Regions from separate parts of the Mus musculus genome. Here all the other regions are linked to region 2. The links are chromatin contacts, called in public promoter capture Hi-C maps. All regions are on one chromosome and are shown on one strand. The core of a region is the stretch at or near the end of the contact, and the rest is flanking DNA. Distances in the headings are between cores, read along the strand shown.

What was found. Promoter capture Hi-C pulls out the DNA fragments that hold promoters and counts their contacts. Capture Hi-C pulls out chosen DNA fragments and counts their contacts.
Region 1: a contact with region 2 is called in a promoter capture Hi-C map of adipose tissue, with 2.9 times the contacts expected there. The contact joins the promoter of Nfyb here to the promoter of Mterf2 in region 2. A contact is called at or near these places in 1 of 39 promoter capture datasets (pre-B cells) and 2 of 9 other capture datasets (adipose tissue and liver).
Region 3: a contact with region 2 is called in a promoter capture Hi-C map of pre-B cells, with 7 times the contacts expected there. The contact joins the promoter of Glt8d2 here to the promoter of Mterf2 in region 2. A contact is called at or near these places in 2 of 39 promoter capture datasets (liver and pre-B cells) and 1 of 9 other capture datasets (adipose tissue).

Annotation. Positions count from the first base shown.
Region 1 is chr10:82,762,225-82,765,581 of GRCm38.p6, reverse strand. Nfyb (nuclear transcription factor-Y beta) reads left to right here and starts at 1,441. Exons shown (of 8, transcript NM_010914.2): 1 at 1,441-1,578. It also overlaps a transcript of Hcfc2 not described here.
Region 2 is chr10:85,126,641-85,129,513 of GRCm38.p6, reverse strand. It overlaps Mterf2 (mitochondrial transcription termination factor 2), which reads left to right and starts at 1,487. Exons shown (of 3, transcript NM_028832.3): 1 at 1,487-1,552.
Region 3 is chr10:82,689,390-82,692,540 of GRCm38.p6, reverse strand. It overlaps Glt8d2 (glycosyltransferase 8 domain containing 2), which reads left to right and starts at 1,891. Exons shown (of 10, transcript NM_029102.3): 1 at 1,891-2,052.

The DNA of each region.
Region 1 (3,357 bases), core at 192-2,691, 2.4 Mb after region 2:
GAGTGAAATCCAGGACAGCCAGGGCTACACAGAGACATCCTGCCTTGGAACAAACAAACAAACAAACAAACAAACAAAACCAAAACAAGAGAAGAAGGGAGAGGAAGAGGAGGGTGTCCTAGAATTTGGTAGATTCAGGTGGTGGTGCTCCTAACTCCTCTTGAAATAACCGAGAAAGACTCATTTGTTCTTGCTTCCTTATTTACCTGAGAAATATTTATTTATTCTAGACACAGCGGGATATCAATAAATAACATATTTCAATCTTTCTGTATACTTTATGCACATACTTATATGGAATATACACCCAAACACCTTTTTTTCTTTTTTTGAGATACAGTCCGATTATGTAGCCCAGGCTGGACGTGAACACACACACTAGGGAGCCCAAGATGGTCTGGAATTTCCAATCTTCCTGTTTGTGTCTCCCCAGTCATGGGTTTAAAAGGCATAAGCCACAACACCAGGGCCTTCTATAATTATTACTACTACAGTTTCTGTTTCTTCAGACAGGGTTTCTCTGTGTAGCCTTGGTGTACTGGAACTCACTCTGTAGACCAGGCTGGCCTTGAGATTTGCCTCCCTTGTCTTGGAATTAAAGGCGTGCACCTGCCTGACCCAGCCATACTATTATTTCTAAAGACAGGGTCTTAATGTATCTCTGGCTGACCTAGAACTTTCAGTCTTGCTTACTTATCCTTGTTAAGTCCTAGGACAATAATTTTCCATCTATCTGGGTGCAGGTATCCTGCAGTACTTTGCAGTGGCTGGCCATGCAGGACATTTTGGATCACCACCACAAGGGAGAATGGTAGCCAAGGGACATTTGATCCAGATTTCAGTGAGGCCGACAGGGAAGGCCTTAAATGCACAGAGGCCATGAGTTTTTGCAGCCCAGTGTTATCTGGTTGGGAAATGAGCACTTTAGGTAGTAAGCCAACTTGGTAGGGCAGACCTAACACCAGAACACAGCACCAGGGTACAGGGTGGAAGTCGGCTGGGACAGCCTACCTGTTAAACTTGGAGGAAGGGGATGGTGTGCTAAAATGAAAAACTAACATCTTTGTTCACTGTGACTTGAGAGGGAACGCTGTGTGCCTGAGGTGGCTTGGAGGGATACCTAGAAAACATTAGGTGCCTAAAGCATTCTGGAAAGTAGCTCAGGTGTAGATCCCCTCCGGGGCTGAACTCAGGCGGGCGAGACGCTGGTTAGTGGGGAAGGAGGAGCTGGAAGGAGAAAGAAGCCAGAGCAAGCCTTTCCGCGTGGAGCTCTGGATGAGAACGCCGGCCTCTCGGACGCCCTGAAGAGCGAACATCCAGAGCCCGCCCGCGCGCTTTTACGGACCGCGCGCCTTGCTCAGAGGCTCCGGGGCGGGGCCGGGGGCGGACCGGGGCGTGGCCTCGGGCGCGGGCGTCGCGGAGGGAGGGTGTCACGTAGAGGGAAGCGGCCCGCGGCGGAGGGAGGGGAGGCCGAGTCCTGGAAGTGGAGCTCCGCGCTGGGACTGGTTCCTTCGCAGCCATTTTCTGTCCAACCAAACAGCCGATTGGAGACGGGAGCCAACCAGGGCTGCATTGGAGGTTTGTGTCTCGCTTCGGCCAATGATCGCTCCTAAACCGACTCCACTTTAGCTCGAATGAAATGTCCGTCTCCTCCCGGCGCCGTCCCCGCCGCCAACGCCGCGGCGGTCGGGGGCACTCGCAGTCCGCAGTCTTCGGGCGGGCCGGGCCTCCGGGCGAGGCCGCTGTGCTTCGGGCCGGGCCGGGCCGGGCCGGGCGCGGGGCGGCGGGCGCTTTGTGCGCGGGGCCGCGAGCCGCGGTCGGGCTGGGCCGGGCGGCTGCGGGGCTCTCGCGGCGGCAGCCCCGGGCCGGCTCCATTTTGTCCGGGGAGCCGGCGGGCGGGGAACGCTGCGCCCCGGAGCGGCCGCTTTGTCTCCCGCATCCCGCCGGCGGCGGGCGTTGGGCACGGGCGGCGGGGGGATGCGCTCCGCGGGGCCGCCCGGGCACCTGCGAGCCGAGGCGGCGGGTCCCTGCGAGGAACGAGCGGCCTGGCGGGCCCCCGGCCCGCTCCGCGCCTACAGCATGCAGCCATCTGGCGCCTGGCTCGCCCCGGACTTGCCCCGAAGGTGGGAAGGGAGCCTTGGAGGTTGCACGGAGGTTTCAGTCACCCGTGCTGGGGGGGCGGGAGGGTCTGCGAGAACAAAGAATTTACGGAGCACCCGCAGATCCTTTCATGCCTAAAGTCTAGAAGAGGGCTGTTTGATGTAGACAAGGTTAGGTAGCAGACGACCTTTAAAAAAAATGGCATCCCGCTAATCTTCACAGACCCTAGTTTTTGTAGATGGTGCCACAAATCACCCGAGTGGCTTCAGCTCTCAGTAAGGAAACTAATCGGTAACAGAAAGTGATGGCTCAACTGGTCAGTAGTAGTGGCATTAATAAATAGGAGCTTTATGGATGAGATACTGAGAGTTTAACCAGAATTCCTTTAAAGGCAAATGATTCCTCCTCTGCACTGCTCTTTGTAGCTTAATTTAAGGATTCTATCGATGCAAAGCTGTGGTTGTCGATGCCAAAGAAAGGAGGTTGGAGGAAGGGAATCTGCTTTTCTTGGATACAGATTTGCATTTCTTCAAACACCAAGCAGATGTATGCATTCCCTTGAGCTATTACACAGATTATAACCTGCCCTGAAGAAAATGCTTTCCATATGAAGAGAGATATTCTTAATGGATTAAGTCTAAGTATATACTTAGCAACTATTTGGGTTGGTAAGGCTCTCCCCCGGTTCCCACTCTAAGCAAGATGCATACACATACCCAACCTTCAGTGTTTGAGTGTTCAAACACACCTTTTAAAGCTACAGGAACATTCTGGATCTAGAAAAGGGGCATATATGGGAAGGCAATATAGATTACTTGTAAGATTATAGCAATGTCAGGTAGTCTTTGCTGGCTGATTTTTAAAATTCAACAGCCCTGTTTTTTCCCTACTACACTTCATGCTTCGATGCGAGTCATGAACATGGAAAGGATGTTTGATTTGCACCTTTCCTCCCATTTATTTGTTTCCTTTCGGAAAAAAAAAGGGGGGGGGGAACCAACAAATAAGGTCCCAGTACTGTAATTGCTTACAGTGAGACCGAAGCGCTGTCTTGATGCAATTTCACTTCACACTGATAAAGGCCCCGTGGACTTGTTTGTTTGTTTGGTGTGCCCTCTTGCAAGGCTGTGTGTGTCTTTTCCAGCAGGACGTAAGATAATTTCAGTGCATTTTAGTCTGACATGTTTGTTTCCTTTTTCAGTTTAAAAATGTGTACATCTCCGAAACACTTTAAAAAAACAAATCCATCCTTAAAAA
Region 2 (2,873 bases), core at 238-2,737:
GTGTGGCTGAGTTAGCAGCTACTTTTGATCACAGTGCACAGGTTGTGTGGAGCCTTGGTGCAAGCTTCCCACACCATGATTCTCAGTTCTGCGTCCCTCTCCTAACAAGTGATTGCACAGCATGCAATTCCAAGTCTTGACTTTAACACCTATAACTTTCTTTCTTCCCCCCCTTTTTTTTTCAATTGTCTGATGGGGGGTGTGGGTTGGCTTTTGAGACAGTGCCTGAAACTAAACAAAACTGGCCTAGATTACTGTGTAATTCCAGGCTGTCTTTGTCTAATCCTTCCCCATGCTGCGATGTGACCACTTATTCCTTTTCTATACTTGACTGTAGTTTCCTTTTCCCAAGTGAGGATAGCACATCTTAACCATGAATCCCAAATTTTTGTAAGAAAGTGTGCAGTAAAATCCATGAATAGAGTGTTGATGTGCTAAGAAGGGTTATTGGACATAGATCACCTACTCATCTAGGTAGTAGCTGCTCAGTTAATTCCGGAGTAGCCTGAGGATCAGAACTGATCTTTAGGAGTCAGGACTCTGTTCCTCTAAAGCCCACAAAGTGTAAACCACACGGCTGTTTTCAGATATGATTAACATTCTGGAGTTCTTAACTGTGGATCAAGCATTGTTCTTAGCTAAGGACATAATCAGGAGCCTCCACTCCACATGAAGGGGAGGTGTCAACCTGAGTGAGAGACCCTTAGAAAGGTAACGAGGCGGGCTATCAGCCTAGGAAACACCATTTTCCTTGCTCTAACTGCATACAGCACAGGGTGGGCACAGGGGACTCTTTCCTGGGTAGCACTTCACTCTCATTGTGGTTACCACGTTAATGTGTTTCAGTTCCTGTTGCCCTGTCCAAGGTCCTAGCGCTGCAGTTCCGCATGCTTGGTGCTGAGGCGGCAGCCTGTAAATATTTATCTGAAGGATGGATGAAAAAGATTCTGGCTTTTGGTTGGCTGGTTTATGAGTGTGGGCATCACGAATAACTTAGAATGTAAAGCAAAAGGCAGTTTAGCAGTATTTGGGCAAAGTCATCTAGGGGTAAAAAGGATGAATGGCATTTAGGGAATCAGACCTGGTGTTTACCGCAGATGTGAGGGGTTTGTTTTGTTTGGACAGGTCAGGTTTCAAAGTTTTAAACTTGAGAATTCTGAATGGCTCCACATTACAGACAACAGGTTCTGATCTGCCCCTCCTCCCTGCCTCTTTCTCTCAACGAGTTGTAACGTTCTCTAAGGGACAAAGAGACTGAACCACCAGAGTTTGCTGAGACAGAAGCGCCAGGTGGCACTGGTGGCAATAGACCCTGTAGTGTGGCTCACTTATTCCCACGGGAGCCTGTACACAGTGTTCTAATTGGCTACGCTCGGGATGGAGGCGTGACTTCCTGCACATCAGTTTCTCGAGCTCTGATTGGTTACCAGCCAAGGCGAAGCCCTGCCAGTTACCTAGGATCTGTTTCCTGAGTGGAGAGGCCTGCGGAACAGGGTGGGAACTTAGCTCAACGCCCAAGGTCTCTCCGCTGTGCTTGGACTGCTGCCCACAGGTAAGCCACCCTATTTCTCCAGCTCTGGCTGAGCCTCAAGCCTGCCTACCGGGGTCAGGGTTAGCAGCTGCCCACCGAGAACGTCCACACAGGCACTCCACCTCGGAGCACTGAAAAAAGGAGGCTGCACACGTAAATAAGAGGCCACGGTAGCGGTCCTGGCAGGGCCCTTCCTCTGACCAACTTTGTGGTTCTTTGCCTACAAATTGGAATTCACTTGAAACTGTCAGATCAGAACTTAATTGGTTTTATTGAGAGGACTGTTTTAATTATAAAAATGTATTTCTCACCTCAGGATTGCTTGAGAGGATTGCATAAGAGAGCAGACTATGTGACCTTTTTAGCAAGAGCATCATTGTACATAGGACACAAGGCTAAGAGGACTGCCATTCTTAGGTGGGCAGCCTTGGGCAAGCTACACCTGCATCCTGGCCTCATCTTTAAGGGGAACTATGGTTTAATGAGGAGTAGATGTGAGGGCTTTGTTTTGTTTTTTAATACTCTGAACTACTATTAACTCGTTTAACATGATCTTTCACCAAGGAATAGCGTCCCCATGTTCCTGATGCCCACACTGCCCACACAGAAAGGTGATATTACTTCCTAAAAAGTCACAGCTAATTGGAGATTAATTCCAAGGCAGTGTAGCTGCGCTAAAGTAACTCACTTTTGCCCTCTGCATTGTTTCATAGCCTGATTTGTTAATTTGCTGTTATTGCCTTGTGCATCGTGTTCTTTGTTTGCTCATTACAGGAAATAACAGTATTCAGTCTCGGCTCTCCCCTGCATACACAGTCACTATGGGCTGCTCATAGTTCTTGCTAACGCCATTTCTGAAGTGAAAAAGGTGTGGGCCTTCCTTATTTTTTTTTTGTAAAGTCTGTAACTCTCAAGTTCTCAGATGGTCTGTGATCCCAACAGAAATATGAAATGTTTGGCCAGGAGAGCTAGTGCCTACCATCCTGACAGCAGCCTGAGCTTAAAACAAACAAACAAACAAAAAAACAAACAAAAAAACCCTACAAGTTGAATGGACAATTGATAAATATTACTATAAAGTAAAAAAACACACCGGGAACTGCCTGCCCCTCTCTTTCCCAGAGTCAGTGATGGCAGCCCATGAAGGGCAGGGAGACAGTTCATTAGAACACGGTGCTGCAAAGTGGGTTGTGTGGGATAGTGAAGCAGAAACGTGAGGGGTCACAGCCATCCCAGGTGGAGCATTGCAGTCCATGGTGCCGTAAACACCCTTAAAGGGGACATGGGGCTTCATCTATTCTGAAACATCAGAGGCATTTCCTTAAGAAAGTGACGCTTACTT
Region 3 (3,151 bases), core at 642-3,141, 2.4 Mb after region 2:
TCTTTCTTTCTTTCTTTCCTTCTTTTTTTTTTTTTTTTTGAGATAGGGTTTCTCTGTGTAGCCCTGGCTGTCCTGGAACTCAATCTGTAGGCCAGAATGGCCTCCACCTCAGAAATTCACCTGCCTCTGCCTCCAGAGTGCTGGAGTTAAAGGGTTGTGTCGCCACTGCTCAGGAGAGACATTTTTTTTAAAGCCCTTACTTTAACTGACCAGACCAGATCTTTATGCCCTGGAACCCAGTCACCACCACCTGGCATGCACGATACATTTTCACCCTTGGTTCTGTTAGGCCTCTTCTAGCAGAACTCCTAATAGATGGAGAGACTGAAAACCTGCAATAGTAAATAAATCTAACAACTGAGCTCCAGTGTACCCTTGCACCATTGAGGTGTCACTGATGGCCTGAGTTTCTTTTTCTTCTCGTTTACATCATAAGGAGGAGGAATCCACCATACAAGATGGAAATGCTGGTCATAGATAAGAAACCTCTTGTGTCCTCAAGGCATGGCAGGAATAGGAGAGAAAGGGACTGGGAGTCATACATTAGGGACCAGAGGAAAGGGTTCGAAAATAATGACCAGAGAGATTTCAGTTAATATGAGAAGTAGGTCCTATGAAAACAGTTACTATTTCAGTCTTGAAACTCATGCCAATCATCCACTTATCCAATAGTAGAATAATTCAATGCCAGGCATCCTCTTGAGTAGATGAGAGGTACAGATGAGGTGATCTTGGGAGTGAACTGAACTGAACAGGCATCAGCCTACAGTCCTGTTTGTGGTACTGCCTTGGGACCTGTCTGAGGGACCACTCTACCACATCTGATACCCTCATGAGTGGGCAATGTGACTCCCAGAAGGCATGGTTATCAAATGAAAATCCCAGGCATGTGATAACACCCTATGAGTCAATGGTTATGGGAGGCCAGAGTCTCCCCAAACGATACGAACTATGACAACTGCATTGAGTGCTAAGCGCTAATCTGGACTCTATATCAACTCTTCGTCTCTATGTGAGGCTCAAGGAATATCACAGAAGAGAAGGCTGAAAGAATTTAAAACTTGGAAAATTGTGGCCGTGGTTAAGAGCACTTGCTGCTCTTTCAGAGGACCCAAATTTGGCTGGAATCTGAAATGTGGAGCAAAATTTAGCTTACCTAACACACTGAGAGAACAAAATGAAGCAGAAGGTATGAATCTGTTTTTATCAATGTTCAAAGTTCCATGTGATTGGAAGGAAGTGACTGCTTGTGATGGAGGCAGCCATCGAGGAGTTCCTTATGAAAGTTAGAGAGAAGCCATTGTGGAATATGTTCCATGATCCTGGGCAAAGCTCTGGTACCATTCCTACATTTCTGGGGATCAACTGCAAAACCACAGAACAGCAGTGTTGCCACCAAGTCTGCCCCCTGACTGATGCCTCTCCCCTCCAGAGGGAATACACCCCACCTGGAAGCTTCTGTCTTTATCACAGCCTCAATAAAAGACGATGGTTGTCTGAGACATGATTTGCCATGGTAACATTTCAACACACAGGAGATTTCAAAGATTCTCAGCAAGAACCTGGCTGAAATTAGAAATTTACACTAGACGCACGACGGTATAAATTCACTTTCCAAACATTTGTTCTTCCCTAGGTTTGCAGCTTTTACTCCAGAACAGCCCTGTTTTGCTGAGAGTTTCACACGCAGACTGCAAGAGAAAGCCGAGAGAGGAAGTCTGCCCCAGCCAGCCAACCTGCCCTGCCTTCAGGACGAGCACATCTGGAAGCGTTTCAGGAGCAGCCTCTGCCTGCACAAGGCTTGGGTTCCCAGAGGCTGCAGGAGTGGAAGAAACCCGAGCCATTCAGGCAACGCAAGCGCAAGCGGAGGTGGGTGTGGACGGCTGAGGCACACTCAGGGCTCGCAAGCCATTTGGGATTTCCAATGGGATCTGGGAAGCAGCTGAAGCAACAGGCAGCTTAGTGGTCCCGCGAGGCCAGCCGCAGTTTGAATGCTCAGCTCTGCAGCGGTTCTGGACCAAGTTGCCCAAAGCCTACCCTCACATCCATCAGGTAAATACAGCAATTACAAGCAAGATAATCTTTCCATTTCACCCTTTCTGTCTACACCACTTGTTTATTTTGCTGTGAACTCAGAGAAGTAACTCGGAGGAGGCAGACTGCCCCCTTCACAGCCTCAGCCTCCAGAAGCCCCCTAGTTTGTAATGTAACATCGTAAAGAACCTTTCTATTGCAGCAAACCCAAGACGCTCACTGTATAAGCTTTTCACATCTTGCTATTTTTGCAGAGCAGAGGCTAGCCCTATTCTCCCATCTCTGCCCTAATGGTGATTTGTTTGTTCGTTTGCATTGGATTTTAAGTTGCATTGGGGATCAGGAGTTAGACATGACAGAGATCAGTGTTCGCATTTAATGTGAGTCTGTTTCTGAGCCAAAATGACATAACTGAGTTATGATTCATGTTTTTGGAATCTGTCCTGAGAAACTCTTCAGGGGCCTCCATACCCAATAAGAGAACTGGCAGTTAATTCTGTGGTTTTGTTGTGGTATGGGAGTCACAGTGTTTGATTTAGCATCCAAAGACGCAGGATGTTTGTCCTATGCAGCCTGCTGGCCAATAGGACGCTGGTGGGTTGGTTTTGCCTTTTTTTTTTTTTTTTTCTTCTCGAAATGTTTTGGTATTGCGCTTCTTCGAAATATCCTTTTGGTATTACATAATGGAATTCTAGTTCTCCCTCTGATACAGCCAACAACAGAGCTGTGCCCTACAGTAATGAAAGTGTGGGCTGTGTGCCACCTGGGAAGACTTTCATAAGCCTGATTCTGGTCATATCTCATCCATGTGCCTACATTTTCCTATCTGCAAAATGGAAATAAAGTGATACAATGTAACATGTGACACACAGATACAAAGTAAATGTGGCACATAGGGCCAGCTTCCCTGGCAATGCTGATAATGACAATGAAGGTCACAGAAGTGACACATGCTGAACTGGACAGGTCCCTGCCCCGGACATTCTGATGTTTTTGAGTGTTCCTCATCTCCCAACATGTTTTTTCCCCAGGACCCTGCTTTCTTCATCCTTCCACAATAATACCTAAACCCTCCATCTCTCTCTCTCTCTCTCTCTCTCTCTCTCTCTCTCTCTCT